Linked DNA regions of Sus scrofa: region 1 is linked to region 2. The links are chromatin contacts, called in public promoter capture Hi-C maps. All regions are on one chromosome and are shown on one strand. Each heading gives the region's core, a stretch centred on a gene start, on an enhancer-like site or on the middle of the called end of the contact. The rest is flanking DNA. Distances are from core to core; before and after follow the strand shown. Region 1 holds the start of DERL1 (derlin 1). Region 2 holds the start of FAM91A1 (protein FAM91A1).

Region 1 (7,025 bases), core at 3,259-5,758, 630 kb before region 2:
ACTGGTTTGAAAGCAATCACCCTCAAAAATGTTGTTAGGAGTTCCCACTGTGACTCAGCGGCAATGAACCACTGGTATCCCGGAGGACGCGGCCTCGATCAGTGGGTTAAAGGATCCAGCGTTCCCATGAGCTGCGGTGTGGGTCGCCAACATGGTTCAGATCCCAAGTTGTCGTGGCTGTGACACAGGCTGGCAGCTGTAGCTCTGATTCGACCCCTAGCCTGGGAGCTTCCACATGCCAAGAGTGTGGCCCTAAATAGCAAAAAAAAAAAAAAAAAAGTTCTGTTAAACACTTAACTATGTGTTTTCGTAGATATTATGCAAAGGAGCTAAAGCAAGAGAGCTCAGAACTATCTTGAACTCATGGAAATAGAAACTGAGACTGCAGCTGTCTGTCAACTGGGATAACACTGACCTCAAGATGAATGCGGTAGCTGAACAAGGTACATACAGAGAAGCCCAATACAGATGGAAGGGGGTGATGTTGTTTTTATCCCAAGAAATGAAAGAGCCCCATGCAGGCAGTCCTGGAAGACTTATCTCAGAAACCACGAGGGTAGCAGCGAAATGCCCCTCCCATCAGGGGCCAATATGGAGACGTTTCATCACTGCGGATACGTGATTTTTACGGGTGTTAAGTGTGAGGGTTGAGGGATTCTGGACAACAGCAGAGTGAGTCTTGACACACACCTACGTGCTTCCCCCCACCAAACCAAGGATGAAACATTTTAAACTTCAGAGTTGCAAACCAAGGAGCTACTCAGAAGAAACCCATGGGTGAAGAAAACTGCCTCTGATCACTGCCAACACGAATCCACGATTGTAAATGATCATGCCAGTTTTTTCAAAGATGGAGGTTTTAAGGAAAAGATGAGCCTCTAGCAGAAAAAAAACACATGCTGTTCAGCCTCACCTATTAGCCTCTCAGATGCAGCTTTTCCTTTAACTGCTTCACTTGCAAATGAGTTCCTCCAGGTGACCAGAAAGAGCAGGAGTCAGAGTAGCAGCGAGTAGAGACACTGGTCTCTCCACACCTGGGCACACTTGCCTCCTACTAGCAGCTTCTTGCCTTGCCTTCAGTGCCAGGAAGATGGGAAAATTAGGAAGGTGCGACATGAACCTTTCCAATCAGTTCGCCGCTTTCACCATCAGACACCTGTAGTCTATTAGAAAGACTTATTTTTACTAAGTTGACTGCAGAAGTGAGCAAGATTTTGCAAGGAGGGCCAAAGAGCCAGTCTGGACCAGGCATCTCTCATTTATGACCGCTGCTCCTCATGCAGCGCATTACCCAACATGCCACCAGGCACAAAGTGCAACATTCCCGTGAGCAACAACTGTGTTACCAAAGCGAGTAGAAAAGTGTAGCAATGCTGGCTGCACACCCAAATCATACTCTAAGGTACAAGGGCCTACTTACTTCTCCACTTCAGATGCCGAAAAAGCATCTCTAGACTTCACAAAGCCAAAATATAACTTTTTATCGATACCCTTCCCAACCCCCAAACCTAAGTCTCCCTAAATGTTCCTTCCCAGGCTCAAAAAAGCGCTCCACCAGCCACTCAGTTGCTGTGAAAGCCATGACATCCTGAGTCCTGCTCCCTTCACCCATGCACTCTTCATATCCATTCGGCTACATCTTGTCCATTAACCCTTCATATCCATGCAGCTACAGTCTTGTCCACTCCAACGCCCAAATCTATCCACGTCCTTCTTCACAGTCATGCTGGTCCAAACCACCATCTCTCCTGCTCCCTAACTTAGCTTATGTCTCCTATCCTGTTAGCCAGCTCCCCTTTCCCCCACTTACACACCAAGTCCAGAGCAGTCAAGGCAATCTTCCAGTCCTTTCTAGTCGACAGTCTTTAAGATAAAGCTCAAACTCACAAAGCCCTATACAATCCAGCCCCAGCCTACCTTCCATCTTCAGGTTAGTGCTCTCACCCCAGCTATCGCTCTGTCTTCATCTACCAATCCTCATCCTGACAGCCGTCTAATTCTTGCTTCTAAGACTTTCACTTTCTAGTCCTTCTTCTTGGAAGATTGGCCCCAGAGCCAGGTCTACCCGAAGCTCATCATTCAGGTTTCAGTTCACATAGCTTCTCTGAGGCCTTTCTGGAACACTCTATCAAAGTCGCTCTCCGTCACATGCCTCTCTCTTGTTTTCTTCATAGGAGCTGGGACTTTTCCTGTGCTATTCACTCCTGTACCCCCAGTGCCCAGCACTGGCAAGTACTCAATTATTTCCAGGCATTCAACCAATATATAAGCACCTGCTACATGCCAAACACTATTCTAGGTAACAAAGACAGTGATAAACAAGACAAGTGGCTCTCATGGAGCTTTATTCTCTGAAGTGAGCTAACATCAAGCAGTGCTATGTAGCAAGAAAAATTAAGGGAGGCAGAGTGAAGAAGGGGTACATTTTCATGGAGGGCAATCAGATAAGGCCGTGCCAACAAGGTGGCAGTTGGGGTGACTTAAAGGAGGTAAGGCTTGTAAACCACAGCTGTCTTCCTCAAGCTGGAAAACAACATGTGCAAAGGCCCTGAGGAGGGATGGAGTGAGGTGCTGAAGAAACATCAAGGATTCCACTGTGGAGCCTAATATATACAAGATGGAGAACAGTAGGAGATGAGGTCCGAGAAGCAGCAGGGGGCCTTGCAGGCCACTGAAAAGACTTGGGCTTCACTGGCTGAGTTGAGAAAACATTAAAAGGTTCTGGACAGGAAGTTCCCGTGGGGCAGAGCAGATTGTTAAGGATCTGGCACTGCCGCAGCTGTGGCACAGGTTCAATCCCTGGCCTGGGAACTTCCAGATGGCTAAGGTGCAGCCAAAAAAAAAAGAGCCTCTGGGCAGAGGACTGACAGAACATGATTTATGTTCTAAGAGGATCACTCTAGCTCTGTAGAGAAAAGACTGAAAGGAACAGGGCTGGTATGACAATGGCTTGCATTGGAGAACAAAAAAGGACTGTATTCTGAATATTTACTTGAAGTAAATCTGCTAAGAGACTGTGGGATGTTTGAGACGTCAAGGATGACTCCATGACTATTAGCTTAAGCTCCTGCAATGCTGAAGTTGCTATTTACTTCAGCGAAAAGGGCATTGTTTTACACTCATGAAGTTTGATTTGTCTATTAGTCATCTCAGTGGTAATTTCAAGTCTACAGCTGGATGTACAAGTTTGGAAGTGAGACAGCTCTGGACAAAGAGGTGTATTTGTATTTGAGAATCTTCAGTTTATAGAAATTATTTAAAGCCATTAAGCTAAATGAGATCACCTACAGCTAGGGAGACTCTGAAGAGTCCTGGGGCACATCACAACATTTAAAGGTCAGGAAGGTAAGGAACCAGCAAGGGAGACTAAGAAATGGCCAGTGACGACTGCAAAGACAAAAGAGTGTTAAACAAAGTCCAAAGGATGTGTTGAAATTAATTTCTGATCTTGGTATCTGACCTGCCTCCAGGTCAGGTCTGATGAAAGATTTAAATCACAGAATCCAGTGAATAAAGATAACCTCCAGAAAACTAATATTCTCTTGTCAGGAATGTTACTCTGGGCTGTTTCCTTCATGCTTAAGAAAAAACCAAGACAAAAACAAACAGGGCCTTCCATTTCTGGAGCAATTTACTCTTTACTCAGTCCTTTATAAATTCAACTACTACCTGCCAGAGCCAAGGAGACACACAAATAAACAAACTCACTCTTCGCACCTCTGTCTTCAAATCACTCCTGCCAGGGAAGAAACGCCATCAACATACAAAAGACTCAGCTGGCTGTTGGGCAAGCCGTGGTCCACATGCCATCCACGTGGGTGGCAGAGGGAGCTCAGAGGGCCATACTCCAGGTGGCCCCAGGCTGCTAATCACTGGCCTCCGACAGACTGACAAGTATTAGACTTACCTTCCCCACTGCCGCCTTCTCTGGGTACAGAGGGCGGGGAGCACAGACTTAACAGCATGGCGAAATCGGTCCCCTTCCATTGGGCCAAACCGAGGACTCTCCACGCCTCCAGCTATCCAGGCCCAGGCTCAGACTCCTTTGCCTCCACCTTATCCCTGGGCCACAGGACCCCGCCCTAAACCCCTGGAGCCGCCGCACTACAAATCCCACCAGACACCGCGCGTCCGCAACCGGCGGGTCTACGCTCCGCCGCTGCGGGGCCACCTGGGGCCTGTAGTTTCCACTTCCCCCATCGCCGGTCAATACCTGGAAGCGATAAAGGAAGGCTTCAGGCCAGAGGAAGAAATAGGCCGGGCTGATGAGACCGAGTTTGCCGACTAAGGGCACTGCAACGGTGGCGGCGAACCAATAGCGCGTGATAGCCGGGATACTCCTGAACCAGTCCCCGATGTCCGACATCTTCGCCTCGTCGTGGCCGGGATGTGCACAGCCGTCCGACTCCCGGTCCCGGCCCCCTCCGACGCGGCCTCCTGGGTGAGTGGAAGGTGTCGAGGCGGAGCCGCCCCAGCCCCGGTGCAGAAGGCGGAGACCCGCGGACGTGGCGCCACCGAATTCGGACGAGCGAGGGAGCGTTCGGCGGCGAACTTCCCCTTCCGGAGGCCGCAGACGACGTTAACCAGAAGTCCCGCCGCTTAAAGAGCTAGCAGGTTTTTACCACTGGAAGGAAGTTCGGAGCTTGGGGGCGGGGCCAGGCGGGGCGACAACACGACTGGTGGAAAACAGTGGTTGCCGGGAGCAACGACAAATACTCCAGCCAATGGCGAGGCTGAATGCCTTCTACCGGGTTCCTGCCTGATTTATAATCCAGGTGGGTACATTTTGTAGGGTAGTCAAAGGGAAAGGAGGAGGCAAAGTACAATGTAGTTCCTCTTTGTTCATTCGTTACGCAAATGTTTATTGAGAGCTTACCAAGTGCGACATAGGGTTCTAGACACCAGAGGTGCTGCAACTAGCAGAGTCGTTGTGGTACCTTCTCTCCTGGAGCTTACATACTAACAAAAATAACAGTGAATGAACAAATAATTGAACAATTTAAAGAGATAAGGAGAAAAAGGCAAATAAATTAGGAAGATGGGGATAGAGTGACTGCGTGGGAGTGGGGAAGTGTGGGGAGAGAAATCTGCTTTAGATGGGATTGGTCAGAGAGAACTCGGAGAAAGTGACCTTTGAGCACGCACACCCCAGCCCCCTGCAAAGATATGGGGAGTTTTCCATTCAGAGGAAACAGCCGCTCTGTGCACCAAAAAAAAAAAAAAAAAAAAAAAAAAAATGTTGACGGCCATTTCAGTAAACAAAGAATGCTGCCTTCCATTCCAGTAAAGTGAATGTTGCCTGCCGTCAAGTCATCAGCCACTGCAGCCACCATTCCAGTAAAGTGAATGTTGCCTGCCGTCAAGTCATCAGCCACTGCAGCCACCCGGATGGTGCACCCTAGAGGGATTCAGGAAGGAGAAAAAGAGGATACTGGCCCAGTTAAGATGCATATCTAAGTAATAATTTCAATGAGCCAGAATCTTGCATCTTCCCTTACACAAAAAAGCGCTAAAATCATTTAGATGTCTGATTTTTGTGATTAGCTGTAATATTTTGACACGTGACTACATGGTTTGTTTGTATTCAGCCAAAAATCCTATATATTCTGACTCCTCCCTTACCTCTTCAGAGCAGGTCCTCTGAGCTACCCGAGAGGCTGGGTCTGGGGCTATAGTCCTCAGTAAATTCCTTGAATAAAACTTAACTTGCGACTTAGATTGTGTGTTTTTCTTCAGTCAGCAATTCCAACTGGCTTGGAATTTTGGAGGAACTGAAAGCAGAAATGATCATGACTATTAATCTGGTTTATTGGGTAGGACTTAAGTTACAGATAGATGAAAATCCACCTTGTTTTTACCTTCTTTTTTAATATATTATTTTCCATTATGATCTATCCCAAGAGATTGCCTATATTTCCCTGTGCTATACAGTAGGACCTCATTGCTTATCCATTCTAAATGTAATAGTTTGCATCTACTAACCCCAAACTCCTAGATCTTCCCACCCCCTCCCTTCTCCTTCTTGGCAACTGCAAGTCTCTTCTCTATGTCTGTGAGTCTGTTGCTGTTTTGTAGATAGGTTCACTTGTGCCCTATATTAGATCCTACATATAAGTGATATTGTATGGTATTTGCCTTTCTCTTTCTGACTTACTTCATTTAGTATGATAACCTCTAGGTCCATCCACATTGCTGCAAATGGCATTATTCCATTCTTTTTTATGGCTGAGTAGTATTCCATTGTGTATATGTACCAGATCTTCTTAATCCATTCATCTGTTGATGGCCATTTAGGATGCTTCCATGTCTTAGCTACTGCCAGTAGTGCTGCAATGAACATAGGGATGCATATATCTTTTTGAATTATAGTTTTGTCAAGACATATGCCCAGGAATGGGATTGCTGGATCATACAGGAATCTATTTTTAGTTTTCTGAAGAACCTCCGCATTGTTTTCCATAGTGATTGTACCTCCATCTTGTTTTTAAAAGAAATTATCGAAGGGTATGGAGTAGGACTTTTCCTGTTTTTTTCAGAAGTAGGACTGTTGGGCTGCACCCTGCAGGTCTGCAAGCCCTGTTCTTGCCCAGCTCCAAGGCTGAAGAAAGCCCAGCGACAGCAATGGTTTAATGGGTGGGGGATCGCACATGTCTGACCCAAGGTCCTGGAGTGACACCCCACCATGTGTGGCAGACAGCAGGCAGGATATGGCAGCAGTCTTTGCTACCTGGAGGAGGGGGGTGTTACCAGTTAGGGGGAATTTATGTCAAGTTGACTCATCACTTACCAGAGAAACTACCAGATGGGCACGCCCCTCACCACCTGTTTGATAAGCTATTCTGGTGGAGATGTTCTGATCTAAAGATGAGAACTGTCACTAGCCGGGGCAGGGGCAAGTATGTAGGAAGGTGAATCAGTTCAAGCAGAGGACGTATAGAGAGCAAGAGAACAGTCATCTTGAGTGGCCCGACCATGCAAGAACCTACAGTTAAAAATTGCTGAGGCCATTCAATAGTGACCCCTAG
Region 2 (7,190 bases), core at 2,777-5,276:
GTGGCCCTGTGTCACTCCGAGCTCTGCTTCAGTTGTCATATCTCCATCTCTGACTCTGGCTCTCTTGCCTTCCTCTCAGAAGGACCCTGTGATTACACGGAGCCCGATCAGATGATCCGGGATAATCTCCCCATCTCAAGAGCCTTAATCACATCAGCAAGTCTCTTCTGTCATGTGAGGTAACATCTTCTCAGGTTCCAAGGATTGAGACATGGACCTCTTTGGGGGCCATTGTTTCACACATCCCAGGGAATAATAATATTCTGGAGTCTGTGATATTAGATCCCCAGATAGCTCCTTGCTTCTGGGTTGTTCTTGCTCCTTATTTTTGTTGGAATTGTGGGAATGAAATGGTTCTGCAGTCTTTCTGAAGGGCAGCTTGCTCAAGCCGGTTGAGTAATTTTCCTTAGTCCAAACTGGTAAAGCCAGGTAAGATCAACTCAACATGCACTTGTATTTTTTTTATCATTTTTATTTTTTCTCTTTTTAGGGCCTCACCTAGAGCATATGGAAGTTCCCAGCTAGGGATTGAAGCAGTCTATGCCACAGCCACAGCAACACAGCATCCAAGCCACATCTGCGACCTACTCCGCAGCTCACAAAAACACTGGATCCTTAACCCTCTGAGTGAGGCCAGGGATCAAACCCACATCCTCATGGATACTAGTTGGGTTTGTTACCACTGAGCCACAATAGGAACTCCTTGCCCTTGTATTTTTGAACATGGTGTTCACTCATAAGGTTAATTTGAATGGCAGTTTCTGAGCCAGGGCTTCTAACACTGCAGTTTCTGACCTCTTTGGAATTTGAAAAGCAAAGATCTATTAAGCAGAAATAGCAGGGGGCCTGAGTAAAGAACCTAAAAGGATGGGCATTACTTTTACCAAAAAGGCTCAATGATGTAATGAGTGCTGCCTGTGGAGCCCAGTGGCTTGTTTTTGCTTCCTGGTGTTTGAGGGAGCAGTTCTGTTCCTGAACTTCCCAGAAGAGGGGTCTTTGAGCCCTGAGATTAGCCTGCAGTCTCTGAACTGCTTCGTTTCCCATCTCTCAAAGACTGGACACCTTGGGGGAAACAAGGGAGATAGGGTTTTGATGAGAACCCTGTTTTTCACAAGTCAAACTCTGTCACCAGTTCCCACATGGAAGAGCTTGTTGTTTAGATTCTTCCCATACGTCGCTTTGATCTATTACCTTTTCCTCCTTCAGATTTCTGCCTTTCTCAGCTCCTTACTGAGTTAGCATGTTTTTTTCGTGGTCAAGTTTCCAAAGGTCTGTGTCTTTTTGATTTAGCGGGTGTAAGTTCATTTTCACCAGCCCTATCTACTTCTGTAGTTTTTGATGTATCCACACTATATCTGATATTTGTTGATAAAAATGATGAATTAGCAGGCACTTTCCTGTTTGACTGCGATAATTCCCTAAACAGTGGGTTACAAGGATTTAAAAATTATGTTAATTTAATTTTTGTTGTTGCTTACGCTGAATTAAGCCAAAGTTAGACTCTGGAAGAATATGAGTTCTTCTACACTTAATTTTTTTTTTTTTTTTTTTGGCCTTTTCTAGGGCCACTCCCATGGCATATGGAGGTTCCCAGGCTAGGGGTCGAATCAGAGCTGTAGCCGCTGGCCTACACCAGAGCCACAGCAACATGGGATCCAAGCCACCTCTGCAGCCTACACCACAGCTCACGGCAATGCCGGATCCTTAACCCACTGAGCAAGGCCAGGGATCGAACCTGCAATCTCATGGTTCCTAGTCAGATTTGTTAACCACTGTGCCACGAAAGGAACTCCATTCTACACTTAAGTATTAAAAAAAATTTTGAGGGGGATTTATGTTGTTGATTTTAAATGAACAGTGTCTGAATTGGAATAGCAGGCAGAACAGTTCAGAGAGAGCCTGAACTGAGGAGCTGAAAGGGTGGCTCTGGCATAAAGGAACCTTGGGCTCCAGTTTGGCTCCGTCACTACCGCCTGTGTGATCTTGTGAGCAGGTCAGGCAGCCCAGCCAAGCCTCGGTTTCCTCCTCTGTTAAATCACGATCGTAAGAGTGGTATTCTTTTATAAGGTTGTGAGCAATGACAACCTATTATAAGCCAAGGGTTTAATACATAAAAGGCAGGTAAACAATATTTGTTGAATAAACATCTCATGATCAGAGTTCCTTTAATTTTAGCTATGACAATGAAGGTCTGTAGACATAGGATTCTAAGCATTTAGTGATGGGCTCTTTATAGTTGACACAACCTGAGACCAATGCATATGTGAAGAGCAGCATGGACCATATTCGTTTCAATATACCAAATATATTACATAAGGTCCCGGCCACATATCAGACTGGCCAGCTGCTGAGCTGTGCTCTAGGCATCATAAAAAGTTCTGAGTATAGATCTGTCAAGTGTAATAAAATATTATTTAAAAACCATTGTTTAAACTGAAATGTAAGAGTTCTCGTTGTGGCTTAATGGGTTAAGAACCCAATATAGTATCTGTGAGGATGTGGGTTCCATCCCTGGTCTCACTTAGTGGGTTAAGGATCTGGCCTTGCTGCAAGCTGCTGTGTAGGTCACAGACGTGGCTTGGAGGCTATGTTGCTGTGGCTGTGGTGTAGGCCTGCAGCTGCAGCTCCAATTCAACCCCTAGCCCGGGAACCTCCATATGCCACAGTTGCAGCCATAAAAAGAAAACAAATAAAAAGAATAAACAAATGTAATCACAGAAATACTGAATTCATCTATGGTTGCTTGCCAGTAACAATGATCATGGGTTTGCTAAGCCAGTGTAACAAATTCTGGACGAAAGGGTCCCCAAAGACATTCTCACTAGAACTGAAATTAAAGCAGGCTTGATCTGCCATTAAAAAGTGACTGGAGGTTGCAGCATGGAGCAGAAGCAGAAACAAGAGGCTGTGCCCAAGAATCTTTATCTCCTAGATTCCCTTAGGGCCTCCCCATGTGAGCACCAGCTGTTTAACATTTTAGCTGAATCCCTACACTTAAAGAATTTGAACCTTTGTTTTTTTTTCTTTTTAACAGAAAACTTACTTATTTATCAATACAAACCTGTAACTCATATAACATTAATTGGAGTAACAAAAAGAAGTATTTCACATGAATTGGTATCTTCAGGTGATTTGAAGAACCCTTTTTGAAAGCGGTCTGGTGAATGGATTACGACTGGGATAATGACCATAAGAAGGAGAGTAACGCCTGCCCTCATGGATCAATAGGTATATTTCTTGGTGTTGAAACATATGACCATGGAAGTTTCTTCTCATATCTTTATTTCAGATGAATGAAACCAACCAATCAGGAGACTCATGGTGTAAGTACCTTTGTGAAAAATGAATCCTTGGGGCAAATTCACTTTAAACAAAGATATATGAAAGGACTACATTTTCAAAGAGTTATAATGCAGAATAGTAACGACTTCTATATTCTGATAGTTTACACTAGTTGAGTGAAACTCGATCTGCCAAAAGTGTGTGTGTGTGTTCAGGGGTTGGGGAGAATGGGGTTAAATGGGAACCTTAGAGCGCAACGTTTCTCTTTCACAAGATGCAGCAACTTTCAGGAGGTGAAGGGTCATTAGACCTCTGCCCTACGCCTCTACTGGGAGTAAAGCTCTGTCTTGAACATTCCTTCCTGAGCCTGGGCCCTGCCCACCCGGCCTCGGTTCAGGGTTGGCTATGGAGAGCTAGGGCCCACAGCTCCCGCACTTCTAAGTTAGCTATGGCCCCCCCTTCCCAAGTCTCTCCTTCTCGGGCAGCCCACCCCAGCGCCTGTAACTGCCTGCTGCTGGGCTCACATTTGAGGGCAAGTCGGTCATCCAGCAATGGTACAATGCAAGCCCAATTAATTCATCCAGAGACTGACAGAGGCACAGGGAGTGCGCGGGTGGGCGAGCCATACCTGAGCACCTTGCGGCTCTATCTACTCAGGCCAGACCCCAGTGTGGAGGGGGCGGGGCTGGAACCCCGGGCTCCGCCCCCCAGCCCCTCGCTGGCGGGCGGAAGTGACGCACCTCGAAGCCATTTCCGGCGGGCTGAAACTAGGAAGAAACTTGGAGCCGCCGAGGCTTCTGGCCACCTCTCTTCGTTGCTCGCGTGCCCCGTGGCCCGGGCCGCGCCGAGTCGTCGGGAGCCCTGGCCATGGGGCAGCCCCGGCCGTCCGCAGTTTGAGGCGCGGGGCCTCCCGCGGGCTCCTGGGAGGCCGAGGGCGGGCAGGCGGGAGGCGTCCTTCCAGCCGCGGTCCCGGCCGCTGCCGCCCGCCCGGGCCCCCGGCATCATGAACATAGACGTGGAGTTCCACATCCGGCACAACTACCCGTGGAGCAAGCTGCCGGCCAACGTGAGGCAGGTATGGAACCTGGGGCCGGGGTCCCGCCTCGCCGGCATCTGCTCGCCGCGCCCCGTGGCCGTGGCTGGCGCCTCTAGGCTGATTCCTGGCCTTCCCCTCGCCAGGGTTAACCTGCAGCCCAGGGGTGAGGAGGGGACGCTCCCAGGGCCACAGGGGCAGGATAGGGCCGTTGCGAAATGGGATGGAATGGTGTCCACTGGACTGGCTTCGCGACTTTGCACGCACTCTCGGTTCAGCCAGGCACTGGGCTAGGCACCTTTAAGCTAATTAAAGCACGGCCCTTGACCTCCAGAATTTCGGGATGTTGGGAAAGGGTCTAGAAATAAATGAATACATTTACAGAGTGATAGCAGCTTACACGAAACTGCATAAGTGTATATGCGAACGCACAGAGGAGGAAGTCACATTGTCCAGGGAGTGTCAAGAGGATGTGTAGAGGAGGCATTTAAATTGGGCCTTAAAGGACGAAGAAGAGATGGCTAGATAAGAGACTTGGAAGATTTTCCAGGGAGAGGGAATGTCATTTTAAAAAGCGCGGACGAGTGAGAGCGTGTTTTGAGAGAGTAGTGAGCGACTTCCTACCACCGAGCCTGGAGGTGTAGCTGTATTGATTTGTTTGGAGGTGGGGCTTCGTGAGTGGGGGTGGTGGCAGTCAGGGCCAGATTTTGAAAGACTTTTGTATTTTGTTTTGTTGGACTTAATCCTCTCAACAGGATGGGTTTATTAGAGATCTTTCAAGAAGAGAATGACAAAAGGCTTTTGTCTGAGAGGTAATTCTCAAATACTTGAGTGTCGCGTTTTTTCCTCCATTGTTTTACAGATGTTTATTGAACACCTACTATGTACTATGCCTTGTTTTAGGTGAGGGTAATTTGCAGCAGTAGACAAGAGGAAACCCCCTCTTCCTGGAGCTTACGTTTTAGTAAGGAAAGAGGACAGTAAACAAGTAACTGAATAATACACGTAATATAGCAGGTGGTGGTCAATCTAATGACGGGAGTGTTATGTACTTTATGGAAGGCATTGTTCTCCGGTCAAAGATTGACCCTCAAGTTCCTGCCATTCTACTTGATTGAGAGTGAAATTCTGTTTTTCATTGGTGCTGGGTCCTGGGGGTGGTGGTGATGATGGTGTAAAATTATTACTTTGTGTCCTCTCCCAGCGTGGGGTTTTAATTCCAAAAACTGAATAATTTAAGTTTCTGGTGATGCATCTTGTGGCAGAGAAGATGCTTTGACTTTAAGGAATCAAAAGCACAAGAAAGTGGAAAGATACATTGAGGAACTCAGAATTCTCAGGTGGCAATGACTGCCTATGTGGCATTAATCTTGAACTGGAAGAAGAAGGTCGAAACCTGAAGGAATAAGTTTCTCTTGTTAAGCTTGAATGAGGGCTTTGATGGACACTTTGTTTTTAGAGTTTTGTGGCATATGGCATATGGAAGAGTCAACAATCCTTCTTTGTTTCCATATTTTCTCTGCCCTTCCTTTCACAAAAATAAATGTAGCATAATAGAAGAGAGATGGATGATTTTATTACGTCCAACAGGAATAATCGATCCTAATTAGTGTGGCAAAAGAATTTCATGACTATTAAAAATAATGTCAGAACAGTGTTATAACTAGGTACAAATGTGACAATTTAAACTTTTTTTTTCTGGTAAGATCTTAAAAATTACTATTTTAGCTTAGAATAAGCTTCCTCTTGTGGAAGGTGTTGCAGAACTAATTTGTACAGGTTACTTCATGGACTCTCGCTAGCCTTGCGCTGTTTTCCTAGGTCAAGCTCCACCTTGGATTTCTGCATCGGCTTTCTGTCTGGTCTCTTGCCCTCAGAAAAGGACCCTCCTATCCATTCTTCATACCGTACTGGGGTGAGGTTTCTAACATGCAAATCCAGAAGTTCCCTTGGTGGCTCAGTGGTAACGAACCCGACTACTTTCCATGAAGATGCGGGTTCCATCCCTGACCTTGCTCAGTGGATTAAGGATCTGGTGTTTCCATGAGTGGTGGTGTAGGTCTCAGATGCAGCTCGGATTTGGTGTGGCTGTGGCTGTGGCGCAGGCCAGCAGCTGTAGCTCCGATTAGACCCCTAGTCTGGGAGCTTTCTCAGGTGGGGCCCTAAAAAGACAAAATGAAATAAAGTAAAATAAAATCCCAGTGCTATCACTACCTGTCTCTATAGATTACTTGCTGCTTCCTTTTGAATCCCAAATGTTAACTTTTCACAAAGGTTTCCCTGACCTAAATCTGGAGTGATTGATCCTCAGATCAATGTTCAAAACAATTTACAGTTGTTTTATTTTAAGGGATATCTTATGATGAGGTTCTGTATAATCCAAGGAAGGTCAATTTTAATTAAAAATCTATGTATTTGGGGGGGCTGCACAATGGATTGGGGTTTGTTGGAGCAAAAGCTTTAGAAAGAATTCCTTATGTTTTTGGTATAATCTGATGCACAGTGGGTGTTTTACAGCCAGTTCCTATTTCACTCCATCTGTTACAGTTCATTTTATATGCAGGCAACTCCATTTGTCAGACCTGGTCAGTATTTCTGCAGGGTCACCACTGGCTCAGAGTAAAATGACCTTTCCTTAGTTGCCTCCTCCTAGAGGCATCGGGGTTTTTTTTGTGGTTTTTTGGTTTTTTTGGTTTTTTTTGGATGGTGGGAAATTTGGGATAGGAGTGGAAGAGAAGCCAAAGGATCTTTGTGAACAAAGCAGTTATATTTTATATACATGGGTAGTGAAGAATAAAATCAGCTTTTATTGTAGTTTTTAGTTATTTGTGCACACACGTGGACCAGTCATTACTTAATGACTTGCAAAAAGACT

The links. Promoter capture Hi-C pulls out the DNA fragments that hold promoters and counts their contacts.
Region 1: a contact with region 2 is called in a promoter capture Hi-C map of fetal liver, with 2.2 times the contacts expected there. The contact joins the promoter of DERL1 here to the promoter of FAM91A1 in region 2. A contact is called at or near these places in 2 of 5 promoter capture datasets (fetal liver and fetal skeletal muscle) and 1 of 2 datasets of contacts at active chromatin or transcription factors (alveolar macrophages).

What each region holds. Positions count from the first base shown.
Region 1 is chr4:16,307,890-16,314,914 of Sscrofa11.1, reverse strand. DERL1 (derlin 1) reads right to left here and starts at 4,508. Exons shown (of 8, transcript NM_001244479.1): 1 at 4,214-4,508. The coding sequence starts at 4,366.
Region 2 is chr4:15,678,662-15,685,851 of Sscrofa11.1, reverse strand. FAM91A1 (protein FAM91A1) reads left to right here and starts at 4,026. Exons shown (of 24, transcript XM_003354982.5): 1 at 4,026-4,357. The coding sequence starts at 4,286.